Regions from separate parts of the Mus musculus genome. Here region 2 is linked to region 1. The links are chromatin contacts, called in public HiChIP or PLAC-seq maps. All regions are on one chromosome and are shown on one strand. Each heading gives the region's core, a stretch centred on a gene start, on an enhancer-like site or on the middle of the called end of the contact. The rest is flanking DNA. Distances are from core to core; before and after follow the strand shown.

Region 1 (5,885 bases), core at 792-3,291:
AAATTGAGGCACTTGATACAAGGGTCTTGGGACCTATTTGACCTTTTTTTTTTTTCTGACGCTTTATTTATTACGTATACAGTGTTCTGCTTGCATGTGTGCCTGCACACCAGAAGAGGGCACCAGATCCCATTATAGATGGTTATGAACCACCATGTGGTGCTGGGAATTGAACTCAGGACCTCTGGAAGAGCAGCCAGCAAGTGCTTTTAACCTCTGAGCCATCTCTCCAGCCTGACTATTTGAACTTTTTTTTTGTTTGTTTGTTTGTTTTTTTTTTGTTTTGTTTTTTCGAGACAGGGTTTCTCTGTATAGCCCTGGCTGTCCTGGAACTCACTCTGTAGACCAGGCTGGCCTCAAACTCAGAAATCTGCCTGCTTCTGCCTCCCGAGTGCTGGGATTAAAGGTGTGCGCCACTACTGCCTGGCTTGAACTTTTAATTATTAGCAGAAAGCCAGGCAAAAACCAGTTCTCAGAATTGCTTAGTGGCCACATTTAGTCACTGTCTGTTACCACAGACGGGGGAACTGGACTACTTACTAGTCTTGTTGCAGTGGGCCAGCACCTGGGACATCCTGGGCCTTAGCCTGCCCTTTTTCACTTTTTCCTTCAGATAGGGTCCTGCTGTGCCACCCAGGCAGGCCTGGGACTTGAGGTGCTTCTGCCTCGGCCTTCGGGGTCTGGCATTGGTGGCCAGTGCCATCCTGTCCAGCTTTGTCTTTTAGTCATGAAAGCGTGTTCCTGTGGTAACAGATTGCTCCTTCTCTCCAGATCCCCTCATCAGCCTGTTGTTGCTTTTAATCAGTTCCAGAACCCTGTAAGGTCAGCTGTGAGCTGGTGAAAGTTGTTTTTCTAGTATGTCAGCCAGTGGTGGGGAAAGCTATTGCTAGACAGCTCTGTGGGTTCTCCAGTGGTCTGGCAGGGGCTGCTTTCCTCTGCCTGAGGTGAGCTGCATACTCTCAACTGCACAGATGCCAATGTTCCTTCCTGCCCTTGACTGTGGTCACACATGGCGTGCCTGGGTCATCCCCTGAGTTGTTCTTCCTTTAGACTCAGCTCACTGTGGTTGGCTTCATCCTGGGCATCTCCCAGGTCACCAGGGTATCTCACAGGAGACCCCTAGAGCAAAGCTGGTGGCTTGTGCTAACTGGCCCTGAGGAAGCAAGATGAACTGAGTTTAAGAATGATGATATGTAGTCAGGTGGTGTGCACACCTTGAATCCCAGTACTCAGGTTGCAGAGGCAGGCAGATCCCTGAGTTCAAGGCCAGTCTGATCTACAGAGAGTTTCAGGATAGCCAGGCCTTTACAGAGAAACCCTGTCTCCAAAACAAAAACAAACTCATTGTGTGTATGCATGTATATGTGTATGTGCCACCAAGTATACTTGGTAGTCAAAGGACAGCTTGTGTGAGTTGGTTTCTACCATGTGGGTCCCAGGGTTTGAACTCGGGACACTGGGCTTGGAGGCAAGTGCCTCTACCCAGTGAACCCTCTCACTGGTCCCTGGGCTGAGGTTTGAGGGCAGATGGTCAGTGACAAAGCAGAGGATGGGACAGGAGCCTGCTTTGGGAACAAGGTCATTGCAGATATGGAAGAGTGAGGGTGGCGATTCTATTTCCTGCTGTGGGGGAAGCCTATGGAACATTCAGCCTTTACTGAAGGAGCCTGAGTCCGGGCACAGCTGCACACACCTGTAACCCAGCACTCGACAGAGCAGAGGGCGGGCTTGGTGTGATTCCAGGCAGTGGTGGAGGCTTGCAGAGTTGGGGGACTTGGGTAGAGAAGATGAGAGTGATAAGGCCTTAGGCAGCCAGGATGCTGCAAGGCTGCCTCAGTGGCAGGGGAGGGCCATGCAGCATGCTGAGGGGCACCCCTCAGGGTTTTACCTCTGCCAGTTGGAATAGACTGAGCAAGGAGGCTGGGTAAGGTGGCAGGAGACCAGGTGTGTGGTGGCTGAGAGCCCTGTTGCAGAAGACATAAGGAACTAAGTGTGTTAGTCAGAGGCTGGCATTGAGGAAGTTGTGGTGTCTGTGGTTAACAGTGATGGTAAAGATGGCGACCACTGACCTTGTGCACTCGTAGTCAGGAAATGATGTGGTTAGCATTGTCTCGTCTCCCCACCTCCTGCCAGCCAGGCATGGCCATTCTCTCCCTGTCTATTGTCCTATGGAGATGCCCAGGGAACTGTGGGCAGGATCAAGGCCCAGCTATGCCACGAGGCTGTTCTGAGAGCAGTGTTCATCCCGATAGTGACTAGGATAAGGTGGTAACCTCGATACCAGCCTGTCCTCTCCTGGACAGGAAAAGTGTTCCTCTGTGGTGCCTTGGGCAGCTGCAAGTTGTCCACGGACAAGAGTGGCCACCCTTGGGCTCCAGAGCCAGGTTCTGTGGAGAAAGGGCCAGAGTGAGGGCTGACTTGGCAGGATGGATCAAGGGCTGAGGACGGGGGGAGACTCAGGAAAGTGGAATTGCGATCAAGAAGCTGGACTGGGGCTGAGCGAGCCTCAGAGGTGAGGCTGGCTTAGGGTTGGGAAGGCCCTAGGTGTTACCCCAGCACACTTTAGAAAAAAGGGGGTGTTGTGATCTGGAAGGCAGGAGTGAGAGAAGGGAGCAGAGGGTGTGGAGATGGATCAGGGCTCCTCCAGGCAATTGCAGATCAGACAGGAGCCTCCTAAACAGCTAGGTGAGGGTTGTTCTGAAAGAGCAGGCTAGGGTCAGGTTTAGGGGCGGGGTGTCTGGGAAGAAGAAAAGGGGTGGTGAGAGCAGCTAAGGTGGGCCCAGCTCTGAGGGCCCTCAGCTGAGAGTGGCTTATGGGAGATCAGGCAGGGTTCATCTCCCATGGTCTCAGCTTCCCTGTGGAAGGGAGATGGACAGGGGCTGGTGGGGCAGGTCACACTGAGAGTAGCCCATTGGAATCAACGTAGTTGAAGGACACTACTTTCACTGGGGAGAGGCCCCTGGACCACCTTCAGTCTCCCTTCGTGTGGTATGTGTTGGGACTAGTGAATGTCCTGAACCCTGAGGTTCTTTTTAGAAGCCACATGGCTAGGGCTGTTGTTGGTGTCAAGAGACCTGTCAGCCCATGCTTAGGTCGGCCACTGACTTCCTCTGTCCCTACCAGAGTAATTCTGGAGCCTGTAAGCATGGTTGAGGTGTGGGAAGCTGAGAGAGCCTACAGAAGAGCAAGGAGGGGCCTGGTAAGGTGACCCTGTGACCCACAGAGCCTCACAATGACTCATGGTCTAAGTTCAGGAGCATGCACCTGCAGGATCATCAGTATGTCTGTGGAAGGGGAGCCGAGACCCAGTGACTGTGGAGTGCAGGATGGGGCAAGAGCTCTCTGTTGTGGGGGTGTTTTGAAAGCTGGGGAAGGCCCATATTCTCTAGGTTACAGCTGCCCTGGCTGTGAAGGAGCGGGGATAGTACTCCCTGATTCCTCTCTGTCTCCATAGAATGCATCCACCTTTGAAGAAGTGGTCCAGGTGCCATCTGCCTATCAGAAGACTGTCCCCATTGAGGCCGGTGAGTCCTGGCAGTCTGAAAGCACTGTGGCTATGTGGGGTACAGTGTTGGTGCCCCGTGGTGCCCCAGGCATGACTGAGGGGAAGGCCTTACCTGTGGGGTATTGGTGAGAGGTGCTGGAGACCAGGTTCTGAGAGCAGCCTACGTGTATGCCCTGAGCCTACTTCTCTCACCCACAGCTTTGACCAGTGGCTCAGAAACATGTCCTTTCAGGTGTCTACTGGGTTTGTGAGGAGTGAGAATCATCTAGAGAGTGCATTTGTATATAGGATAGAAATTTCAAAGCACATCAGGAGGTGGTGACCATTGGCCACTGAAGACACAGGATCAGTTCTTGGGTCCATTATGAAAGCCATCAGCACCTTTTGCAAAGGCCTCTGGAGGCACCACTTGTTTTATTGATATCTTCTGTGTCTCACATTTACAAGGGTCCAGGTATGGTGGGATATGACATCATCTCAGCGTTTGGGAGACTGAGGCAGGAGGATTGCCACAAGTTCAAGATCAGCCTGGGTTACGTACTGAGGCTTGGACCAGCTTCAACTATAGAGTGAGACCCTGTCTCAGAAAGAGGAAAGAAAGAGTAAACAGGATGCTTTTAAAGCAGTGAGACTGAGGTGCTTGCACGGAAAATGCAATTTGCAATTAGTCTGTGTCAGGTTGCTGAGCAGGGTGGCATTGTGAGGACCACGGGCTTCTCCTACATGCTCAGGGCTTACTAGGGAACAGGAATGACTGTGCTAGGCAGGGCAGAGGATGCTCTCAGGGAAGCTATGTGAGCTCGAAGGCCCAGTGGGCTGTGGTTCCACCGGGCTGGGGATTCCCCTGGGCTGTGGTCTCTGAACACTTCCGGAGGCTTGCTCACCCAGCAGCCTGCTATCTATCTGTACCTTGTCTGGTTTCAAATACTAGATGTAGCTGCTCTTTGATACTTTATGGGTTCTTTTTTTCCACCCTTTATTATACCCCTATCCCACCCCACGCCATCCCCGCCCCCTAACACCTCCCCTCCCCTTTCACCTCAGTCACTAGATAGGAGACAAAGGATGAACGAGGGAGAGAGATCTAAGAACTTATTTCCTCTTGTTTCTTCTTTGAGCATGATCACTAGCAAACTGCACCCACCCCCCTGAATGGCCAATACTACCTGTTGGCAGTCTTTCAGTTTTATACCCTCTGAAAAATTCCCAGAATTCCACACATCACGCAATCACAGAGACTATCTGCAGCTGGCAAAACCATGCCTCTGCTAAAGCACGAGGCAAATCATAGTCAGCTACTACAGACAGCCCCATATCCCCATACCTGGGATTAAAACAAAAACATTTTTGTAATATTTTTGTGTTTTTTAAAGAAACCAAAGTTCCAGGACTCTCACTACAGCCAGATCTCTGGATTAGGCCTGCAACTCAACTGTAGAGCCCTTTCCTACATCTGTAAGCCCTTTAAATGACAACTGTCATAATCATTGTATTAGTTTGGGATGTCATTGCGGTGATGAAACACCATGACCAGTACAACTCGGGAAGGAAAGGGTTGATTTGGCTTACGCTTTCATATCACTGTTCATCACTGAAGGAAGTTGGGACAGGAACTCAGGCAGGGCAGGAACCTGCAGGCCAAAGCTGATTCAGAGGCCGTGGAGGAGTGCTGCATAGTGGCCTGCTCAGCACGGCTTGCTCAGCCTGCTTGCTTTCTTTTCTTTCTTCTTTTTAAAGTTTTATTTATTTTATGTATATGAGTACACTGTTGCTCTCTTCAGACACACCAGAAGAGGGCATTGGATCCCATTACAGATGGCTGTGAGCCACCATGTGGTTGCTGGGAATTGAATTCAGGACCTCTGGAAGAGCAGTCAGTGCTCTTAACCACTGAGCCATGTCTCTAGTCTCTGCTTTCTTATAGAACCCAGGACCACAAGCCCAGGTTTGGTTCAGCATGGGCTAGGCCTTCCTCCATCTATCACTAATTAAGAAAATGCCCCACAGGCTTACCTGAAGCGTGATTTTTTTTTTTTTTTATTGCTTTTGAGGCAGGGTTTTCTGTATATCCATGGTTGTCCAGGAACTTATTTTATAGACCAGAGATTTGCCTACCTCTGCCTCCCAAACACTGGGAATAAAGGTGTGCCCCAGCCCTGCCCAGCTGAAGCCTGAGCTTATGGAGGTATTGTTTAGTTGAGACCCTGGAGGGCTCTAGTAGGCTTAAGCATGACAAACATGGCTCTGTCAGGTCTTGCCTGTTCCCTGTCCCCCTTCCTCTCCCTTGCTAAACCATTAAAGTACATTCCTAAAGCTAGCCACCAAGGTCTGTTCTCTTTTTTTTGTTTTTGTTTTTTGTTTTTGTTTTTTGTTTTTTTGA
Region 2 (5,633 bases), core at 2,911-5,410, 110 kb before region 1:
CAGGACCTTCAGAAGAGCAGTCAGTGCTCTTATCTGCTGACCCATCTCTCCAGCCCTGTATTTATCTCTTGTGTGTATGTGTGCAGGGTGAAATGCCACAGTGGGCCTGTGAGATCAGAGTGGGAGTCAGTTCTCTCTTTCTAGTAAGTGGATCCCAGGGATCAAACTCGGGTACTCAGGTTTGGTGGCAAGCTCCTTTACCCAGACCTCAATATAAATTATTAGTTTTAATTCTCCTGAAAAAAATGCAGTGGTGTTTTCCTTAATTTCTCAGTTTCTTGCTTGACTTTTCTTGCTATTTGGACCAGAAAAAAAAGGGGGGTGGGGGTGGGGGAGTGGGAAATTTCCTGAGAGACAGTGGAAAGGAATTTTCTGAATGGACAGCCAGAGATACTGTTACTGATTTCTGATCTGGGCTATTTTCTCCTCTCAGAAGTGCGAGGCCGATAACAAGAAATGCTTGCAGAGAGTGAGTGAATTTTTATCCTTTGGCCTAGGATAGGAGTTGTGGGGGATAAACTCAACAGCCAACTTCCAGGCCTGGGAGTTGGAATAGTGTGAGCCTTGAATGCAGGGCTTCACCTTCAAGTTCTCACAAAATAAGAGCAAAAGGAAGGAAGGAGAGAGATAGATCAATGTGGCGGGGGAGGGGGTGTGACAGCATCGTCCACTGACAGGACACTGGGGGCTCTTGTAGCACCTCAAGGACAAGTACAATTAGGGCAGTGAGGGATGAAGGCAAAGCAACAGTATTTTTCTTTTGTGCTCTCAAAATGGCTGCCACAGAATAGCCTTCCAGAGCCTGTCCCAAAGGAGGAGGGAAGGGACTTTTGCACTACTACCCTTTATCAGGAAAGACATACTCCAGAATACTCTGTGTAGTTTACCTTACATCTCACTGATGAGAAGCAGATGCCCAGACCAACTCCTAGGCTACGGGGCAAAGGAGAGCAAGGCTCTAGCTGACTGACATCAATCCTCACTCACTGGGGGATAGAGGAGTGGCCAGGAGAACATAGTATGAAGTTGGGGATAATGGGATTTCAAGGGTGCAGGGCTCTTGGGATGAGGCTTTGCAAATGTGACTTTTATGTGTGTAGACACTTGTGTAGGTGTCATCCTGAGGAAGGCCTGGCACCTTGTTCTCTGGTTTGCCCCAGGGATCCCAGTGTCTTTACTGCCTCAGGCTGGGATTACATAGTTGCTCGGCCAAACCCAGGTTTGTTTGTTTGTTTTGATTTTTATTTTGTCTTCATTCTGTTTTGTTTTTGGAAGAAGCTCATGTCCTCAGCCTTGCCCAGCAAGCCCTTTACTGAGTGGCCTCTTTAGCCCCAAATTGTTTTTGTTATCACTCCATCTAGAGATATCTGTGTTTCCAGATCAACCCAAACAGACCACATTCCCAGCAAGGAAGAACAGACTTGCCCGTGAGCAAGGTTTCAATAAAGTCTAGCCCAGGCAGGAGGAACTGCCTGAGGACTGAAGACGCTCAGGTCCACTGCCTTTTTGTTTCAGGAGCTCCTAGAACCTAACTCCTCAGCCTGGGACTGAGAAGCCATGCAACAGGTGTGGTGGTGAGTGGTTATCTTCACATGCTTGTGACATTTATCAGGAGGAGTTCAAAGCTAGCCTCTGCTACTTTGTAGCTAGTTTAGGACACTTGATACCTCTTCTCAAAAAAGGTGTGGTGCTTGGATGGGACTGGAGAGATGGTTTAGTGGTTAAGAGCGCTTGGAGCTCTAGCAGAGGACTTTGTCCATTTCCATTACCCACACCTGCATGGCGGCTTGCAACTATACGTAACTCCAGTGCATATATATTTACGGACAGACAGACAGACACTCAAGCACATGAAATTACACAGAGAAACCCTGTCTCCAAAAAAAAAAAAAAAAAAGAGGGGGCTGACAACGCCATGCATGATAGCACACATCTGTCATCCCAGCACGTGGGAGGTCGAGACAAGTGTGTGGAAAGTTGCACATTAGCCTGTCTCAAAGGGCCCTCGCCTCTAAAATAAATAAAATTCGGACCAGTGAGAAGGCTCAGCAGGTAAAGGCACTTGTTACCAAGGCTAATGACCAAAGTTTAATCCTTGGGACCCACATGATAGAAAGATGGAAATGTTTCCTGCATGTTGTCCTCCTGCCTTTACATGTATGTTGTAGTATACACATGTGTAGACATACACAGACACAGAGACATGGACAAATGGGATTAAAAAAACTAAACCACTGTGAGTGTTAGCCATGTCTCTGCGATCCAGAGGGACAATGGTCCTGTAGCTTCTGTTCTTCACATCCATCTCTGCTGATTTATGGTCTGCAAGAATAGGTGCCAATCAGCGGGAGCTGGGATTTCCACAGGCAGAAAGCTGGGGAAGAGCTCTGAGCATTAGGGACCAGCAGGATGACATCTCTCTGCGGATACACCTCCCCATTCACACATCTTGCAAAGCATGCACTGTTGCTAAGGGTGGTTACACCTCCCCATTCACACATCTTGCAAAGCATGCACTGCTTGCTAAGGGCAGCTCAGCTTCTTAGCTTGTGGTGAAACTTGCTGGAGAAGCATTGTTTTCTTTAGCTTTCTGCCATGCCAGCTTCATACATGTGCTGACTGTGGAAGAGGACCCAGTACAGTATGCCCTGTTGAGCTGTGTTTGGTCCTGGATCAGTTTCTTAGGAGATGGCTGTATTGGCAGGAACCTCTGGGGAGACATGAGCATTTTGTTTTTGTTTTTGTTTTTGTTTTTTGAGACAGGGTTTCTCTATATAGCCTTGGCTGTCCTGGAACTCACTTTGAAGACCAGGCTGGCCTCGAACACAGAAATCCGCCTGCCTCTGCCTCCCCAGTGCTGAGATTAAAGGCGTGCGCCACCACGTCTGGCTTGAGCATTTCCTCAAATCCAAACCTGAGATCAAGGCAACTGAGAACTTGTGTGCAGTGGCTGATAGTCCTTAAAGACTTTGCTGCTTCTATTTACATTCTGACTTGTTTTGTGGAAAAAGGTCTCATTATATAGATCGGGCAAAACTCAGAGATCTGCCTGCCTGCCTCTGCTTTCTGAGTGCTAGGATTTCAGGTGGGCACTATTGTGCTTGGTTATACTTGTAACTTGACTTTGTAATTAATTACTGACTTCTTGAAACAGGAATCTGCCCATGTAACCCTGACTGTCCTGGCTCTCTATGTAGCCTATACTAGTCGACAGTATTCTTGCCTTGGCCTTTGGAAAGTTTTATTGGCTTTTCAGTTATGGTTGATGATCATTTTGCTTTGGTTTCTGGACTATTTTATTGGCGTTAATTAAAAAAAAAAGTTTTAAAACAAGGTCTCAGTATGTACTCCTGGCTGTCCTGAAACTCACTATGTAGACAAGGCTAGCTTGAACCCAGAGATCTGCCTGGGTGCTGGGAATAAAGGCGTGTAGCACCAAGGCCAGCTAGCTTTTTATTTTTACGTGGAGTCTGGGAAATGGAACTTAGGTTCTAATACTTGCAAGAGTGACTGAGCCCTTACATTTTGTTGTTGTTGTGTGTGCGCGTGTGAATGTGAGCACATGTATGCACCCACACGATACATGTGTGCAGGTCAGAGGACAACATTCAGGACTATGTAGGTTCCGAGGATCTACTGCAGGTCTTCTGGGTCCTAGGGTTCGAACTCAGTCGTCAGGGTTGATGGCAGTAGCCTTTGTTTGTATTTTACAGGCAGAGTCTCCACCTTGCTGTAATTCTCCTGCCTCAGACTTCTGAAGGGTAGGCATAGAGGTAGAAGGTACCTTGCCCGACCTGTCAGCACTTTCCGGTTTTGCAGGTGGTCCGGCGGGACTCCCCAGAGGTCTTGGGTTTTGAGGGGGGGGGCGAGTGCTCAGGTGACGTCGGCGTTTGGGTGACGTCAACACACACACACTGGCGTGAGAGCACGGAAGCAGGACTGCGAGCTGCGCACACCTGCCAGAGATCTTTACCGGTGTTTCCACGGTCGCCCTGTCTCCGCAGGGGGTTGGCCTGCCGGGGGCGGGGCTAAAGCGAGGACTAGCCAATTGGATCTCCCGATAGACCGCCCGCCCACTACCGCGGATCTAGCGCATGCGCACGGCCCCGCGGCCAACCTCTCCCGCGGGGGGCGGTGCTGACGCTCGCGCCGACGCGCCGGACGTCGGGCACGTTGACGCCGGCGACGCGCCGGGCCCGGTTCTCTGCGCTCGCTAGTGTCCCGCGGCGGCGGGCCGGCCTTCGTGACGAGCGGGGCGGCGGGCCCGGGGGCCGGGCGAGGACGCAGCCGCGGGGCTGCGTGGGTCGGCCCGCAGCCGGCCGCCGCCCGAAGGCCGCTTCATAGCCCCGGAGCCGCGCCCGCCGGCCAAGGTGAGGGCGGGTGGAGCGGGCCGCGCTGGGTGGCGGGCCAGGGTCGGTGGGGCCGGGTCGGCAGGGTCAGTGTGCGGGGGTCAGCAGAGCCAGCAGAGTTGCGGCTAGCCTGGCAAAACGGGTTGATAGCAGTTAGGTCCGAGTTCGCTTAGACTGGCCAGAGTAAGTGAGGTTGGGGGCAGTGAGGCTGTGGGGTCAGCTGAGCCAGGCCGGGGCAGCGGGTGCTGCTCAGATGCACCTGCAGCGCCTTCTGCTTCATCCTCCACCCTGTGCCCTGACAGCATGCAATCTCTAGTTCCATCTCACCTTTTCCTCCTCCTCCTCCTTTTTTTTTTTTTTTTAACCTAGCCCTGTTGTCCCGACTTCCTAGATTCCCAGTGTGGGTATATTTTCTCTTTCTGTTCTTTTCCCCTGTCTTTGACTGTGAACTTATGTAAGTTGGGTTGGCTGACCAACCGTTACACAGCAGCAGGCCTTTGCTAAACACTTCTGTCCAGACTTTAAAAAGCCAATCCAGTTGCTTTTTCCGCTGATCACCAAATATCCAGCCCCACAAGTCAGGGTGCCTGCTAGTCCTTCCCAGGAGCTGACTGCACACATTCCTGGAGGATGCTTGGGTCCATAGTGCTGGTGTTTTGTCAGTTTCCAGTCTTCTTCTGTGGTTGAGGGACTGTTTGGAATCTCTCTTCCTGAGGAAACTGTCTTCAGCTGTTAAATGTGGATTTTAAACAGACCCCCACTGGTTGGAGGTGAGCATCCCAGCTCCTCTTGCTCCCAGGACTGTCTCCCCCAATCTGCTCATTATATTGACCTGTGCATGCTACTTCCCAGAGTGTGTGCATCCAGAGTGGATGATCGTCACGGATAGCTCTGGGGCTGTCAGCCTTTTTCTCATTAGCCACAGGTGGTGCTCAGAAAGCTGCAGGTTTGTGGAAACTCTTGTTCTGCACCTACTGATTGTGGTCTGTACCGTTCCTTTTTCAAGATGATGTGCGAGGTGATGCCGACCATTAGTGAAGCAGAAGGCCCTCCAGGAGGAGGTGGGAGCCATGGGTCAGGCTCCCCTTCACAGCCAGATGCTGATTCGCATTTTGAGCAGCTCATGGTTTCCATGTTGGAAGAACGGGACCGCCTTCTGGACACACTAAGAGAGACACAAGAAACACTGGCATTAACCCAGGGGAAGTTGCATGAAGTTGGTCATGAAAGAGATTCTTTGCAGAGGCAGCTCAATACTGCACTTCCACAGGTATGCCCATCAAA

What was found. HiChIP or PLAC-seq counts read pairs in DNA pulled down with a chosen protein or histone mark.
Region 2: a contact with region 1 is called in an HNF4G HiChIP or PLAC-seq map of pancreatic cancer cells. The contact joins the promoter of Ppfia1 here to the enhancer-like site in region 1. A contact is called at or near these places in 7 of 39 promoter capture datasets (HPC-7-derived erythroid cells, cranial neural crest, embryonic stem cells and 4 more), 3 of 484 Hi-C or Micro-C datasets (the G1E-ER4 cell line, growing oocytes and pre-megakaryocyte-erythroid progenitors), 3 of 115 datasets of contacts at active chromatin or transcription factors (CD8 T cells, the SCID.adh cell line and pancreatic cancer cells) and 3 of 9 other capture datasets (adipose tissue, liver and pancreatic islet).

What each region holds. Positions count from the first base shown.
Region 1 is chr7:144,443,442-144,449,326 of GRCm38.p6, reverse strand. It overlaps Cttn (cortactin), which reads left to right. Exons shown (of 18, transcript NM_007803.5): 13 at 3,455-3,524. Among named protein-coding and RNA genes, the nearest start is that of Gm34561, 15 kb to the right of the region's middle. Within about 2 kb of position 2,041, at least 76 of the 459 cell types and tissues checked have an H3K27ac peak or open chromatin away from gene starts, as enhancers often do. A contact at or near this core is called in CD8 T cells, pancreatic cancer cells and pre-megakaryocyte-erythroid progenitors, where this site is marked.
Region 2 is chr7:144,552,256-144,557,888 of GRCm38.p6, reverse strand. It overlaps Ppfia1 (protein tyrosine phosphatase, receptor type, f polypeptide (PTPRF), interacting protein (liprin), alpha 1), which reads left to right and starts at 4,160. Exons shown (of 32, transcript NM_001195086.1): 1 at 4,160-4,370; 2 at 5,356-5,619. The coding sequence starts at 5,356. It also overlaps the pseudogene Gm35626.